Regions from separate parts of the Sus scrofa genome. Here region 1 is linked to region 2. A link is a contact called in public Hi-C data. All regions are on one chromosome and are shown on one strand. The core of a region is the stretch at or near the end of the contact, and the rest is flanking DNA. Distances in the headings are between cores, read along the strand shown.

Region 1 (2,700 bases), core at 76-2,575, 130 kb after region 2:
CCATTCAAAGGCCACCATAAAACCATAAATAGCAGTTGATCATCCCTGACCATTGAAAGGGTACCTTTTTGCCTTGGCATCAACCAACCTGGCTGAATTCTGGAATGGAGCTTATGGTGATTTTAAGAACTAAATGGAACCTTTCTTTTCTCCCTGGGAATGCCCCACTTTTGAACTGGAACAGACATGTTTTTGTTGTTGTTGTTTCTTTTCTCCATTTGACATCGGTCTGTAAATGGAGAAGTGGTATCGAAACGAAATGAAATGAAAAACCAAAAGAACAAACAGAGAACCCTAAATAAACCCTCAAGTTTAGACTTGGGGTTTTACATGTCACAAGAACCATCAACTCAACCCCATGCAATGTGATTCCTTGGCCAGGCCAATGACTCAGGAGATTGTAAACAATGTAAATAACACATCAAAGGTGACAATACCTGGTGCACAGGATCCCGAGGTAACCCCGGATAAACCCCTTGGGCAGATCCTAACAGGTACTGTGGCCACACATCATTACAATAAAATATCATCTTTCTCTCACCCAGGGGTTCATAGCTGTAAACAGATCACTTATCCAAAATGCACCTGGAGGGCTTTCTTTAGGGATAGTTGAAATATTTCCCAGTTTTTAAAAGACAGAAATACAAGACAGACAAAATACAAATGTCACACACAAATGCTAACAACCAAAGAAACAAATGAATCAGTTCACAAATAGGATAAAAGTCCAGCAATTATTTCCTCTCTCCAAGAGGGTACCTCACTCAAATACAAGAAAACTGGCTAATTCCGGAGGAGGATAAAAAAAGCCCCACCCCAAACAGAAAGGAATAACATTTCCACCTGTACACACCGAAGCAACTTACCCGTCTGCATGGAGCCCATCTGCTGGCTGGTGTCGACTCCTCCTTCCAACTGCCATGCCCTGGGACAGCTGGTGCCACTTCAGGGAATTTTGAAGGGAAGAGCCTCAACACAAGTGGTCCCCGCAGCCGCCAGGGCCTTACCCCAAAATACCAATCCAGGGCTCTCTGGCCACAAGCAGCCAGGCTCCTAGTGGCTTCACCAAAATTTGTTACCAAGTGCATACTTGTTGCACAACAGGCCAATAAACAGAGGAGTTGTTGGGGCAAGGAATGGCGCCTTTTTTGGAAAGCCAGCAGACCAACGAGATGGTAGGTCAGCATTCTAGACAGCCATCTTCCCGAGTTAGAGCTCAGGCTTCTCTCATACTAAAAGGCTAAAAGGGGCATGGGGTGAAGTCCTGGTTCCGGTTCCGGCCAGACTGGGGAAGGGGGTGGTAACCTCTTCCTCCTGCAGCCACTCCCAGGTGGGCCTGGTTAGGCTGTTTCCAGTGGGGTGAGCAAAGGTCTTTTAGCTTAACACTCACTACCTGGGAGGCAGGGTTCCCAGAGGTGGGCCATTATGTATAATTTAGGCTTATAGGCAACATCCCTTTAGTGATTTGCTTGTAATAGAATACAAAGGTTCTTCCCTACTGCATTCCCACCTTCATGAATTATTTTAGCTAGATCTGCTGGGTAACTTACTGAAGCTTCTACATCAGCACGTGCTGCTTCACCTGGCACTTGGTTGTTATGGAGATGGCTTCTTACCTTAAACCTCATGCACCAACCTCTTGCTTCAAATTTTTCTTCTGCAGCTTCCTCACCTCTCAGCCTTCCTAGAATTGAAGAGAGTGAAGGTCTTGCTCTGGATTAGGCTTTGGCTTAAGGGAATATTGTGGCTGGTCTGATCTTCTATATGGACCACTAGAACACCCTCCATATCAGTAATAAGGCTGATGAGTTTTGATATATGCCTACATCAATGAAACCATCACCATTACAAAGATATCTAATACTTGCATCACCCTCAGACTTCCCTTATGCCCCTTTGTAACCACAGGCAACCACTGATAAGCTATTTGTTACTGAGTATTAGTTTCCAATGTTGAGTTTCATTTTTTTGGTTTTTCAAAAAAATTTTTATCGAAATATAGTTGATTTGAAATGTTGTGTTAGTTTCAGGTATACAGCAAAGTGGTTCAGTTTTACAGTATCTAACTATTCTTTTATAGATTATTTTCCATAACAGGTTAAGAATTTTATATTAATGGAATCACAAGGTACATTCTCTTTTATGTCTGGCTCCTTTCATTGAACAGAATGATTTTGAAAATCGCCTATTTTTTTTTAAACTCTTTTATCAGTTCTGTGTTTTATCCATCTTAGAAGGTCAAGAAACTTGCTGACAGACTAACAGAATGATCAAAATGTCCCACACCCAGGCTTTCTCACTGTCTATTGATTGATTGTCTTTTTAGGGCTGCAGCTGCAGCATATGGAAGTTCCCAGGCTAGGGGTCAAATTGGAGCTATAGCCACCAGCCTACACCACAGCAATGCCAGACCCTAGTTACACCACAGCTCACAGCAATGCGGGATCCTTAACCCACTGAGCGAGGCCAGGGATGGAACCTTGGTCCTCATGGATGCTAGTCAGGTTAATTACCACTGAGCCACAACAGAAACTCCTGCTCATCCATCTTATTATGTGTAGCAATGGTTTCCTCCTTAGGAGTTCCCACTGTGGCTCAGTGGTAATGAACCTGACTAATATCCACGAGGACCAGGGTTTGATCCCTGGCCTCACTCAGGGGGTTAAGGATTCTGCTGTGAGCTGTGGTATAGGTCATAGA
Region 2 (2,700 bases), core at 84-2,583:
TACTTGCCCAAGGTCTGCCTCCTGAGTGGGAGGATTTGGACCCCGATAGTCCAATGCAGGAACAATGCTCTTTGCTGCTCTTCTGTCGAGTTGCTCTTCTGGGAGTTTGCCATTTTCCACGCAGATTCAGCAACTTTATTGTCATAGAGTGGTGACTACATGCATTTGCATAGCACTTTATAGTTTATGGGTTTCATTATCTAATATCTAATTTAACCACTCATTCAAAGAGTAATTATTAAGTGCTCACCAACTGCCAAGTACAGTGCCCCAAGTCCTTGCTGTCCCACCTGTGTCCCTGGACCACCAGCAGCCACAGCATCTCCTGGGAGCTTGTTGAAAAGGAAAATCTTGGGCCCTCTACACACCAGAGTCAGAATCTGCATTTAAACACGATTAAGGAGTTCTCATTGTGGCTCAGCAGGTTAAGAACCTGACACAGTATCCATGAAGATTCAGGTTCGATCCCTGGCCTCAAACAGTGGGTTAAGGATCCGGCGTTGCCACAAGCTGCAGTATAGGTTGCAGATATGGTTGTGGCAGAGACCAGCAGCTGTAGCTCCAACTTGACCCCTGGCCAGGGAACTTTCATATGCGGTAGGTGCAGCCCTAAAAAGAAAAACAAAACAAAAAAACAAACAAAAAAGACTCCCAGGTGATTCATATGCACATTAAAGTTTGAGAATCCCTGCTTTGTAATATTTCCATAATAACACGATGAAGTTTAATATCGATTTTTTTTTTTTTTTTTGGCAGCACCCAGGACATGCAGAAGTTCCCGGTTAGGAATAGAACCAGGGCCCCAACTGCCTCAGCAGCGACAATGCCAGGTCCTTACACCGCTGAGCCACCAGGCAATTCCCCAAATATTGCTTTTAAAACAAAATTTGTTTACGGTAAAAATTTAAATAATAATATTCAAATAATATAAAATTAAAAAAAAAAAACCCACCCTTGAAAAACTTTACGAAAATTTCTTGACAACTTGTTTCCTTTTCACAATTACCTCGCTAGGATTGGAGGCCCGGCAAAACCAACCAAAAGGCTTCCCTTTGCCTGACCACCCAAAGTGGTCTTGTTTAACTTAATTTTCTCTATAGCAGTCTATCTTCGTATAAGACAATGACCTTTCCAAGGGCGGTTTGTTTCTTCCCTACGTCTGCTCAGACACACTCCCCAACCTCGGCAACTGCCCAGCATCCAGCGACCCCCTTAGGGCAGGAACGGCCCACCTCGCCCCGCCCTCACCACCACTCCCTGTCCCCACCAGGACAGAGCCCCCTCCTCGCCTGGGGGCGGAGCCCCTATATGCCCCACCCCGAGGGAGGAACCTCGAGTTACGCACGCCCCACCTCCGGATGGAGCCCCGCTCCCTTCCAATAAAGCCCCGTGCCCACTCCCGGGGGCGGAGCCTGCGCTCAAGCTGGGCGCCGGGTCCTCTGCAGGCCTCACGGTTGCTGGGGTCCAAGGGTCCACGGCCCAGGAGCCGGTGAGTCCTGCTGCGAGCTCCCACGCGGCGTCGCGCTACCTACGCTGGTGGGTAGGGAGCGGTGCGGCGCGTCCTCGGCGGTGACGGGTCCCCCGCCGGAAATGCAGGGCTTTCCCAAGCTTTACCCTCGTCACTTTATTACCGGCGTGAAAACTCAGTTACCGAACCTTTTAGAAGCGTCTTTTATGGAAACCTGAATTTATCTTTCTTTTTGGCTGTTAACTACTTTTTAGCATTTCTGCCCCTGAGCAATCCGGGTTCTGCAACCAGCCCGCCCCGCACCCTGGGAAGATGCTTTTAGACCCTCCCCAGACAGTGAATGATGTCCTGAGAAAAGGGGACGCCCGCTCCTCTCCTTTTAGCGCGGTCGCTAGGCAGCCCCTTAATTAGCCTCTTGCGGTTAACCGCTGGGGGGAGGGGCTCGAAGGTAGCGGGGTGACCTTATCGAATCTGTGCCCCTTACGGTTCGGATATTTTAAGGATTCGGTAGAGGCAGTTCCCTGCCCAGTTTTCCATCTCCATGAATAAACCTAAAAGAAACATGCCCTTGTGTCAAAAGGTTTTTAAGGATCAGAACTATTCCAGAAGCTTCCTCGGTTGGAGAGGACCAGCGCACATTGCTGGTTGAGGTTCAGCTTAGCCGCAGTGTGGCCAATCTCCCTATAGCCCTGAAGTTTGGTTAGTAGGGTCTCTCCAGGGTCTTGAAGATGTGAAATAGCACATTTAGCGAGGCTAGGGCACCATCAAATTAAAAATATGTATTATAGGATGTGCTGCTAATCAAACTATGAGAAACCATGGATTGTAAGAGGCACCCCCCCTTTGAGAGATTTTTTAAATGCTTTCAAGAATTGATGAAATGCAGGTAGCTACCACCATGCCAGGAAACTGATTAGTTCTTTGGGTTTCCATGATAACTTGCAGTCTTTTGCAGGTGGATAAATAGGTAAGGGTGGGGGGATGCCTTCCCTGTCCTAGAAGCTAGGGGCAGACCACTCAGACTGCCTCATATATGAGCTCCCAGTGAACTTGGATGATTTGGGGCGGGGAGAGATGAGAGTCACAGATACCCTTACATCAGATTAAAATGGAAGCCCAGCTGTTTCTCAGTTATTTCTTTCTCTATTTTTTTCTTTTTACAGCTGCACCTGCAGCACATGGAAGTTCCCAGGCCAAGGGTGGATTGGGAGCTGTAGCTGGGAGCTTTACAG

Evidence for each region. Hi-C and Micro-C count contacts between places; a contact is called where the count stands out from the background.
Region 1: a Hi-C map of fetal liver shows a contact between it and region 2, with 2.5 times the contacts expected there. The contact joins the enhancer-like site here to the promoter of NEIL2 in region 2. A contact is called at or near these places in 4 of 5 promoter capture datasets (fetal liver, fetal skeletal muscle, liver and 1 more), 30 of 47 Hi-C or Micro-C datasets (adipose tissue, alveolar macrophages, blood and 15 more) and 2 of 2 datasets of contacts at active chromatin or transcription factors (alveolar macrophages and skeletal muscle).

The regions. Positions count from the first base shown.
Region 1 is chr14:15,072,801-15,075,500 of Sscrofa11.1, forward strand. LOC106508068 (a long non-coding RNA gene) reads right to left here. Exons shown (of 3, transcript XR_002338631.1): 3 at 1,539-1,684. It also overlaps the pseudogene LOC110256701. Among named protein-coding and RNA genes, the nearest start is that of DEFB136, 37 kb to the right of the region's middle. Within about 2 kb of position 1,326, at least 1 of the 83 cell types and tissues checked has an H3K27ac peak or open chromatin away from gene starts, as enhancers often do. A contact at or near this core is called in fetal liver, where this site is marked.
Region 2 is chr14:14,943,796-14,946,495 of Sscrofa11.1, forward strand. It overlaps NEIL2 (endonuclease 8-like 2), which reads left to right and starts at 1,334. Exons shown (of 5, transcript XM_003359058.4): 1 at 1,334-1,489.